Regions from separate parts of the Sus scrofa genome. Here regions 2 and 3 are each linked to region 1. Evidence: chromatin contacts called from public HiChIP or PLAC-seq data. All regions are on one chromosome and are shown on one strand. The core of a region is the stretch at or near the end of the contact, and the rest is flanking DNA. Distances in the headings are between cores, read along the strand shown.

What was found. HiChIP or PLAC-seq counts read pairs in DNA pulled down with a chosen protein or histone mark.
Region 2: a contact with region 1 is called in an H3K27ac HiChIP or PLAC-seq map of alveolar macrophages. The contact joins the promoter of C10H9orf153 here to the promoter of NAA35 in region 1. A contact is called at or near these places in 4 of 47 Hi-C or Micro-C datasets (alveolar macrophages, embryonic fibroblasts, psoas muscle and 1 more) and 1 of 2 datasets of contacts at active chromatin or transcription factors (alveolar macrophages).
Region 3: an H3K27ac HiChIP or PLAC-seq map of alveolar macrophages shows a contact between it and region 1. The contact joins the promoter of GOLM1 here to the promoter of NAA35 in region 1. A contact is called at or near these places in 1 of 47 Hi-C or Micro-C datasets (embryonic fibroblasts) and 1 of 2 datasets of contacts at active chromatin or transcription factors (alveolar macrophages).

The regions. Positions count from the first base shown.
Region 1 is chr10:29,321,031-29,324,133 of Sscrofa11.1, reverse strand. It overlaps NAA35 (N-alpha-acetyltransferase 35, NatC auxiliary subunit), which reads left to right and starts at 1,425. Exons shown (of 23, transcript XM_021064637.1): 1 at 1,425-1,587; 2 at 2,415-2,543. The coding sequence starts at 2,420.
Region 2 is chr10:29,083,648-29,086,750 of Sscrofa11.1, reverse strand. C10H9orf153 reads right to left here and starts at 1,413. Exons shown (of 4, transcript XM_021064633.1): 1 at 1-1,413.
Region 3 is chr10:29,116,077-29,119,179 of Sscrofa11.1, reverse strand. GOLM1 (Golgi membrane protein 1) reads right to left here and starts at 1,602. Exons shown (of 10, transcript XM_021064635.1): 1 at 1,454-1,602.

The sequences.
Region 1 (3,103 bases), core at 176-2,675:
AAATGAATTTAGCCATATAACCACTACCATGATCAAGATTTGAACATTTCCATCCCTTCCAATCACTTAGCCATATTCCAATTAATCCTGCCTCACACCTCCTCCCGCTCTGGCAGTCACTGCTCTGTTTTCTGTCATTACAGATTAAATTTGTCTTTTTAAAAATTACATATAAAATTATAGTCTAGTCTTTTGCTCATACTGATTTTTTTTTTTCCCTCTTTAGGGCAGAACCTGCAGCACAAGGAAGTTCCCGGGCTAGGGGTCAAATTTGGAGCTGCAGCTACCATCCTATACCACAGCCACAGCAATGCAGGATCCGAGTGATGTCTGCAACATACACCACAGCTCATGGCAACACCGGTTCCTTAACCCACTGAGTGAGGCTAGCAATCGAACCCACATCCTCATAGAAACTAGTCAGGTTCTTAACCTCCTGAGCCACAACAGGAACTCCCATAATGATTTCCTTTGCTCAGAATTTTTTTGAGATTCATATTTTTGCATGTCAAGTACTCATCCCTGTTTGTCAATAACTACTATTCATTATATGAATAATTACACATCATCGTATGGATATGCCACAAGTTGTTTATCTGCTCATTAAGGTTGTTGCCAGTTTTTGGTCTTTAAAGCTACAAAAATTAATGTACAAGTTTTTGTGTGGACCAATGGCTTGGTCTTGTAAGTGCATGATTAATTTTATAGTAAAAGATGAACTGTTTATCAAAGAGGTTGTATCCTTTTGCATTCCCCATCAGCAACATCTGAGTTCCAGCTCCAGCAAATTGGAGCTCCAACTGTTCTGTGTCCTCAACATTGGGTATCATCTCTTAAACTTTAGCCATTTTATTGGCAACGTGGTGGTAAAGATGCATTTTGTTTCCTACCCGTAGTAGTCTACTTATTTAATTGCACTTTAAAAATGATCATTTTACTAATTTTAGGAAAGCTTTAAACCATGTAATGGGTCTAAAAGAAAATGACTTGATTCTGCTGATATTTTGTTTCCATTCTTCCTCATGAACTCCCCAGATTCTCTAGGAAACATAAATCAAGTGTCAGGCAAAACCAACTCGACGGAGCTTTCAGAGCTGAGCTCTTCATTCACAGCCCCAACATCAAGGGTCCACACCTACTTCCACTCCTTCCTCCTGATTCTCTTCACCTTTCTAAGAATTTCCCAGGGAGCTGCGCGGGACGAGGCGGGGCGGGCTCTGGGTCCCCAGGCTCCGCCCCTTACTGGGACCCACCCACTAACCAGGTCGCTGCCCAAGGCTGGAGGAGGAAGATAGCTTCCGGTCTTGCGATTGCCTCTAATCTCGCGAGAAGAGAAGATGGCCTCCAACGGCCGAATGACGGCAGTGGCTAGGAAGGGGGTGTGGCCGGGAGCGCGAAGTCCCCTGGCGTGAGGGAGAGGAGGCGGGGTCGCGCGCACTGGGCGTACGCATGCGCGCACGCGGATGGTCGGGCTGGGCTGAGAGGGGAGGGGGCGGCGGCGGCGGCGGCGGCGGCAGTAGCCGAGGCGGCGTCTTTATTTCCGCGGTTCGGACTGTGTGGCGGCGCGAGTGGCCACGGGAGAAGTAGGTAGGAACCACCGTGCGGAGCCCTTGAGACTTCCTCCTACCCGTGTCCGACAGCCGCAGCCCCTCGCGCGTGTGGCAGACCCGGGGGACTCCAGGTCACCCTGCGGCCCCGGCCCTCCCGCCGCGCTTCAGGTAGGAGCTACGGGCTCCCCAGTGTCCGCCGAGGGCCCGGCCTTACACAGTGTTACCGGGCGACGACCTGGCACCGGGCATGCCCGTCCTCCCGCGCGACGGCAGCTCTGTCCTTGCTTCCGTGCCTTTGGGACCGGGCCGGGCTGACCCGGGTGAGCCGGGTCCCCGCTTCAGGTGCACCTCCGCCCTAAGCCCGATGGCTGGGACCCCGTGGTGCGCTCCCTTGTGCGGTGCCCCCCGGACAGGCCATGCTGGGGTCCTGCCGAGCGGAGAGAGGTTGATCCAGCAAGCTCCGGTAGGGGAGGGACCCCCTTGACTTGAGTGGTTGCCGCATGGGGTCTTGGGCTGCGAGAGGGGACCTTGAAGAGTGCCTTGGTTATTTGTGGCCAGCGTTGAAAGTTGGAAACAGTGGAGTTGGTTCTCTTTGGGCCAGTGCTGGGATGGTTTGTGATTTTTCTTATGAAATAGGCAAACTTGTTTATGAGCCCTCGTAGATGGTGGACCAGTAGTGTTAATTAACGTGAAATTTAATTGCATTAAGGTAATTTTTTACAGTACCGTCCACAAACTCAAAAGAGCTCTGCCCAGACAGTTTAGTAAGACTTTCATCCAGTACTTAAACAGACACACATGGTTTGCCAGTACCCTTGTCCTGAAAGCTACATCCTCTCTTTTACACCAGTATTAATTTTATAGGCATAATGGTTATGAAAGCTTCTGTAGAAGATGATGATTCAGGATGGGAGCTCAGTACACCAGAAAAGATGGAAAAAAGCAATACGAACTGGGTGGACATAACCCAAGATTTTGAAGAAGCTTGTCGAGGTGAGTTTGAAGTTTTGAAATAGAAGTTCAAAATTTGAGAAAGGGTGCAATGAAATGTGGATTGTGATTTCTAAACTGTAGCAGTAAATGAAAAAGAAAATCAACAGGTAAGTGCGGTTTATTGAGCTTGTTAACCACACTCATTCTCTATTTTCTGATTTTAACTTTTGTTTGAAGCCAGTTTATATATATCATGAAATACAGACATTGAGGCAGTTTCTTCTGTTAACATGTTCTAACTTTAATAAGTTTGAGAGTACATAGCAATAATTTCAAACTGCGGAAATAGGAATTCTGTTGCCCCAAAGACAATAGTGTTTGTGTATATTTGAGGTTTGAAAATGGTCACATCACATCATTTCCCAGCTTAAGATCTTCCGTTGGCTTCCTGCTGTATGTAGAATAAAATTTAAACTTCTTCCCTGTGGCCAATATGATCTGGTGCCTGCCAACAGCTCAGACTGTTTTTTGTACCACTGCTCCACTGGGCTCATTACGTTGGTCCCAAGATCCTTAATAAACACATCAGGGTCGGTTCCCCAGGTGTTCACATCACAGGC
Region 2 (3,103 bases), core at 164-2,663, 240 kb after region 1:
AGTTGGCCTATGTGTTGGCCCCCTGCAATGTGGGGCAGCACGTACAACGGAAAGGACGGAAAGATGCTGAGTGGGGAGCAGCAGGGGTTGGAGAGGGTGGGCAGATCAGAATCAGCACAGGTCCATCCAAGGGAACTGCCTGTGCGGACCCCTCTGTGCTCTGCAGATAGTCTTCAGGGACCTGGACCTGCACGGGACCTTCACTGTGTCGATGCTCAGTGGCCTTGAGAACTGCCAGGCCAGCTAAGGCAGGAGGAGGAGGTAACACCTGGTGGCTTTGGATGGGAGCCAGGGTGGCTGGTTCACTCATTTCCACCATTCGGGTTTTTTTTTCTCAGGGCCACACCCGTGGCATATGGAAGTTCTCAGGTTAGGGGTCAAATTGGAGCGACAGCTGCTGGCCTACACCACAGGCACAGCAACGCCAGATCTGACCCGTATCTGTGACCTACACCACAGCTCACGGCAATGCCAGACCCTTAACCCACTGAGCAAGGCCAGGGATCGAACTTCCAACCTCATGGTTCCTAGTCAGATTTGTTTCTGCTGCACCACCACAAGAACTCCCCACCATTCAGTTTTGGCCCAGGGGCCACCTTGTCCCTGTGAGCTGGCTCTGGAAAAGGGGAGAAGCAGCACTCTAGCATTTTTGGACGTTGTCCTTGTTCAGAGCCTCATCTCTCCCAAGGTTGCAACTCCCAAGGCTGGATTCGGGGAGCGGGAGAAAGGATGGCAGGTGAGGTGGGTTTGGTGGGACAAGCAGAGGTGGAGGGAGCATAGGGCTGCTGGTGGGGAAGGCCCCAAATGAGGAGGGAGACCATGCGGGAGCAGCCCTGACCAGCAGGGCCAGCTTCCTATCGCCCCCTGCCTGGAAGGAAAGTCAAGTCTCTGGACCCAATTCACAGACGTGGACGCAGCTGTCATCTCCCACCTCACCCCACCCTGCCTTGCCAAGCCCAGACTGGCTTCATTTTCACTTTTCTCTGCTCTCATTACGCTCTGTGGGTGATCAAGCCCTGCACTTACCACTTGTCTTACAAGCCTCCATTTACGCGGCCGGCTCTTCTGTGAATTTGTACACCCTGGCGGTGAGGGTTGGGCGGGGGGTGGGGAGAAGGGCAGGTCTCATTCACCCTGTAGACCAGGGGCGGAGCCCGGAACCTGGCACATGCCAATGCTTAGGAAGAGCTGAGTAGATGAGTAACTGTTCATTGTGACATACGGACAACCTCAAGGTCACATGAACAGCTATGTGACACCAAAGGTCAGGGGATTATCTTCCTGCATGAGGGTGATGAGTGGAGGGTGAAGGATGGAAGGACCTTTTTTTTTTTGTCCTTTTAGGGCCACACCCTTGGCATATGGAGGTTCCCAGGCTAGGGGTCGAATTGGAGCTGCAGCTGCTGGCCTACGCCATAGCCATAGCAATGGGGGATCCGAACCGCGTCTGCGACCTACACCACAGCTCAAGCCACGCAAGATCCTTAACCCACTGAGCAAGGCCAGGGATCGAACCTGCAACCTCATGATTCCTAGTTGGATTCATTTCCACTGAGCCATGATGGGAACTCCAGGACATTTTTTAAAAACGGGGAACATTAAATAGCTGAATTGTGAATGCAGGTTTTTTTTTTTTTTTTTTTCTTTTCTTTTAGGGCCATACCCGTGGCACATGGAAGTTCCCAGGCTAGGGGTCGAATTGGAGCTACAGTCTCTGGCCTACACCACAGCCACAGCAATTCGGGACCTGCATCCTCATGGATGCTAGTCACATTTGTTTCCCCTGAGCCACGACGGGCACGCCTGCATATAATTTGTATTCATTCAAGTCTTTCCTTCTATAGACATGAGCAAAGTGCAAAGGACATGCCAAGGCAGTTCACATCTGCCCAGGAGATCGGGTTGCTCATCCTAACTCTCTACATGGGCCTCGAGGTCATGCTCCGGACTCTGCCCTCACCCTCAAAAGGCTCCCTGCTCAGAAGTCTCCTAGAGCAATCACTGAAAACTCTGCCAAAGGACCATTTCCCCGGAGGAGAATCTATTGGTGAAAAGAATCAAGTGTTCTCCAGAGACAGAACCAGTACATTTCTTTCTCACAGTCAAGTCTTTTTTTTTTTTTTTTGCCTTTTCTAGGTCTAATCGGAGCTGTAGCTGCTGGCCTACACCACAGCCACAGCAATGCGGGATCCAAGCCGTGTCTGCGACCTACACCACAGCTCACGGCTGATCATTAACCCACCGAGCAAGGGCAGGGATCGAACCCGAAACCTCATGGTTCCCAGTTGGATTTGGTAACCACTGCGCCACAACGGGAACTCCTCAACTCTCTATCCTTAAGCTCTTCATCTACAGATTCAACCAATAGCAGTTAGAATATATTGGGGCAAAAGACTTCAGAAAGTTTCAAAAATCAAAACTTGAATTTGCTTTGCCCCAACATTTATGTATCACACTTGCATTGTACTTATAACTATTTACATAACATTTATACTGCATTGGGTATTGTAAGTAATCCAGGGATGATTTAAAGCAGTGGGGAGGGAGTTCCTACTGTGGTACAGTGGGTTAAGGACCCAGTATTTTCTCTGCAGTGGCTCAGGTTCTGTCCCTGGCTTGGAAACGGGTTAAGGTTCCAGCATTGCTGCAGTTGTGGTGTATGTCACAGATGCAGCTCAGACTCTATTCCTGGCCTGGGAACTTCCACATGCTGCAGGTGCAGCCATTAAAAAAAAAAAAAAAAAAAAAAAAGATAAATGCAGCGGTTTTGAGGACCCTATGTGAAAATCTTCACAGCTGTCCACACTTAGAGAACCTAGAGAAAGCCCCCTGCCCCGGGCCTGCCTTGCCTTCTATCCTGTCTCCTGCCCCTCTGTGTTTCACAGTCTCCTGGGTGCTTAGCTTCCTAGACTGTTGTTAATCCTCCTTAGTTTTGTTCTCTTTCCTCCTTCCAAATCCCTTATGTCTTTTAAGACTCAGCTCAGGTGTCATCATCTCTTAGATACCTTTTCAGAAGCGTACACCTAGTGCTGGTCTTTTTTTTTTTTTTTTTTGCTTTTTAGGGCCACACCTGCAGCATCTGGAAGTTCCCAGGTTAAGGGTC
Region 3 (3,103 bases), core at 353-2,852, 210 kb after region 1:
AAAATAGGTGTTTCGCCTATTTTGTTTCACACATACACAGAAAAATCATTACAAATACTAAATAGGGCGTGAGGTATACAGAGTATGTCAACCCAGAAAACTATTTTTCCAGCAGATCAAAAGTTCTGTGAATCCCCAACACCGCCAAAGGTACAGGTACGTACGGAAGAGAACCTAAAGCAAATCTGAGGCAGGCTTCAAAGGAGTTCGGCACCTCGAGGCCCCAGGACCGGGCGTCAGGCTCCCGGTCACCTGCCAGGGCGCGACCGCTGCCAACGTGGGCACCGCGGCGGCCCGAGCGCGCCCGGGGCGGAGGGGAAAGAGAAGAAGATGAGCGGCGGAGCCAGCCCGCCCTCCCCGCGCGTCAATCACGCCCGCACCGCTGGTCCTAGCGCGACTTTGGGGATGCACGCTTTCGACTTTGGATCCCGACGCGCGTGACACAGCTAAGAACAAAAAGCGAGGCCCCGCATCTCCCCAGACCGGCCTCCGCAGGGCAGCCCAGCGGGTCGGGGCGGTCCCGGGAAGGAAGCTCTGGAGCGGGGAGATGCAGAGCCCACCCCGAACCGATTTCAGTAAAAGGCTGCGGCCCAGGTGCCAGCCGGGGGGGTGTCTCCGGGGCCCGGCGCGGGGTCCTTCAGCGCGGGCCCGGAACCGAGGAGGGACAAGGAGAGAGAAGGCTGCCAGAGGGCACGCGGGGCACGCGCGCCGCCCACTCACCTCTGGCCGAAGCTCTGGCGGCCCCTTGGTGCTGCGGGACCCGGCTTCCAGGCCGCCCGAGCCGCCCTCCCGCCGCCGCCGCCGCCGGCCTCTCGCTTCCCGCCTGCTCCGAGCCCAGTGCCCCGCGCGGCGCCCAGCGCCGCCGCGTCTCCGGCCTCCGCAGCCGCGAGACCCCGCCCCCGGGCAGCGCCGCCGGCGCAGGGAGGGAGGCGGCGCCGCGAGCGCGAGGAGGAGGCGAGGCCGGGGCTGCGCCCGGACGCCGGCCCCACGGTGCGCGCACCCGGGCCCGCGGCCGCCCCTCGGCGGGAGCCGAACAATCCCGGCGCGCCCCCTCCCGCCGCCCCTTCCCAACCCCTTGCAGTGGCTCCCGGCGTGTCTTCGGGACGCGGTTCGAGAGCAGAGTTGCGCGGTGCCGATGCTTCCGAAGGACGGGCGTAGGGTGGGAAGCGGCGGCGGAGGGAAGGGACCCAGCGAGACCACCTACCCACCCCACCCCGCATCCTACCCCCGCGGCCCACCCCCGCCCCGAAGGAATTTTCCGGAACCCAGAGACGACCACACCCAGCGCCGCACTCCTGGCCGCGCTCACGTCTCCTTTTTCAGTGGTCCCGGGCCAAACCGCCCAGCGTAGAGGGACCGAGGAAAGACGGGTCTCTAGGGAATCTCCTCACCAGTGTGCCTTTCTCTTCCACCAGCCCTTCCCATGTAGCCCTGACCTCCCCACGGCTGTTACCTCTCAGCGCTAATTTGTCGGTTTGCGACCCTCCGAGCGCAAGCCCCAGATAAAACGAAGATTGCTGGGCGCTGCGCAAGCGGGAGTCTCTAGAACTCCCTGCAGACGGAGACTGGGAGTCTGATTTGTAAACACTGCCCTGCTGCCCCTTCGGCACACGGAAGTTTGAGAAGCGTTGTTGAGCCACACCTGCCTGAGAGGATGATGGCACGGACTAATGACCGATGGAATAACGATACTAGAAAATTCTAAAGCAGTGGTTCTTAACCCTCACAGCGCTAGTCAGACGTTAGAATTATCTGGGAGCTCTTAGAGTATTGCCAGGGTCCCACCTCTGGAGTTCTGAGCCTGAGCATTGGTATTTTTGTTTGAAGGTTTCCCTGATAGTTCTAACATATGGCCAGGATTGAAATCATTTCCCTAGAATCAGCTCTTTTTGAATCTACCTGGCTCTGGTGCCTGGGAAAAGAGCCCCTTGGCTCACCTGTCCCAAATCCCAATGCCGAAGAAAAAGGGACATGCTCCTGAGGGGATGCTCACAGCCAAAATTGTTTTCCACCCAAACAGGCTTATCTTGAAAATGGTGACCAAGATGCTTTAGTACCACCTGAGCATGGGTCTCCTTAACTTCAGGATGAGTATCTTTATGAGCCAAAATCTTTTACCTGAATAATGAGCTGGCAATAATGACCCCTTTGGAGTCATATTCTGTAGAGTCCAATATGATGTTTTCATTACCTGTTGTTAGACTGCCAGCTGGTCACACCAGGTGTTCAAAAGCTGAGAGTGTGTTGTTGCCCCTGAGACCTGGCTTTTCTGAGGGTTTGACTTGAAGCTCTTGGTGCTGATCTTCTGCTGACCTTCAGTGTCCAAAATCAGGGCTTTGGGACAAGAACAGTAATTTCCCTCATTGCCCCTTTTGGCTCTCCTAGTAATGTTGTGCCTTCTTAGATTGTGGACTGTAACTTCCATCTCATTTGCCTCTAAGTAGGTCTCCATTAGTGTTGCTCATTTATCAACAGCTAATTAGTGATGAAGTCAGTAATTCTTAAGCACTTTATGGGAGAGGTCCATATGTCTAGGTACTAGGGAAGCTGGCTACATTAACTACATCTTCACTGAAAGAGAATCAGCCCTTTTCAAGCTTTATAAGAATCTTCGTGACGAAATTGAGAATTTTTAAGACATTCTTTTGAAGTTCTTTGAAGAGACAATACTTATATATGCAATAGTGCATATGTAAAAGGATTTACATTCTTTATAAAGCTCTCTTCTATTTTCTCAAGTCTTCTCACCCAGAGGGTTTGATGTAATCAGTTGCTGACTTTAAAAATTCTGCTGGAGAGATGTTGATTAAACAATGTGCACGGGGCCAACGGGGGTTGGTGGCAGTGGCACCGGTTTTGTCTGTTCAGCATCCTTTCCCTTACTAGCTAATGGCACCTGATTTCCATACAGGCACTTATCTCCTGCTCTCCAAGGGATATAGCCTTGGTTGGGCTGTCAATCAAAGTGATGTCCTCTGCAGCTCAAGGGGTAGACCCTTTGCATTTGTTTTCTGTTTGCTGCCCTAACAAATTATCACACACCTAGAGTTAAAATGACACGGTTCTGTTAGTCAAAAATCTCACTGGGCTAAAACCAAGGTGT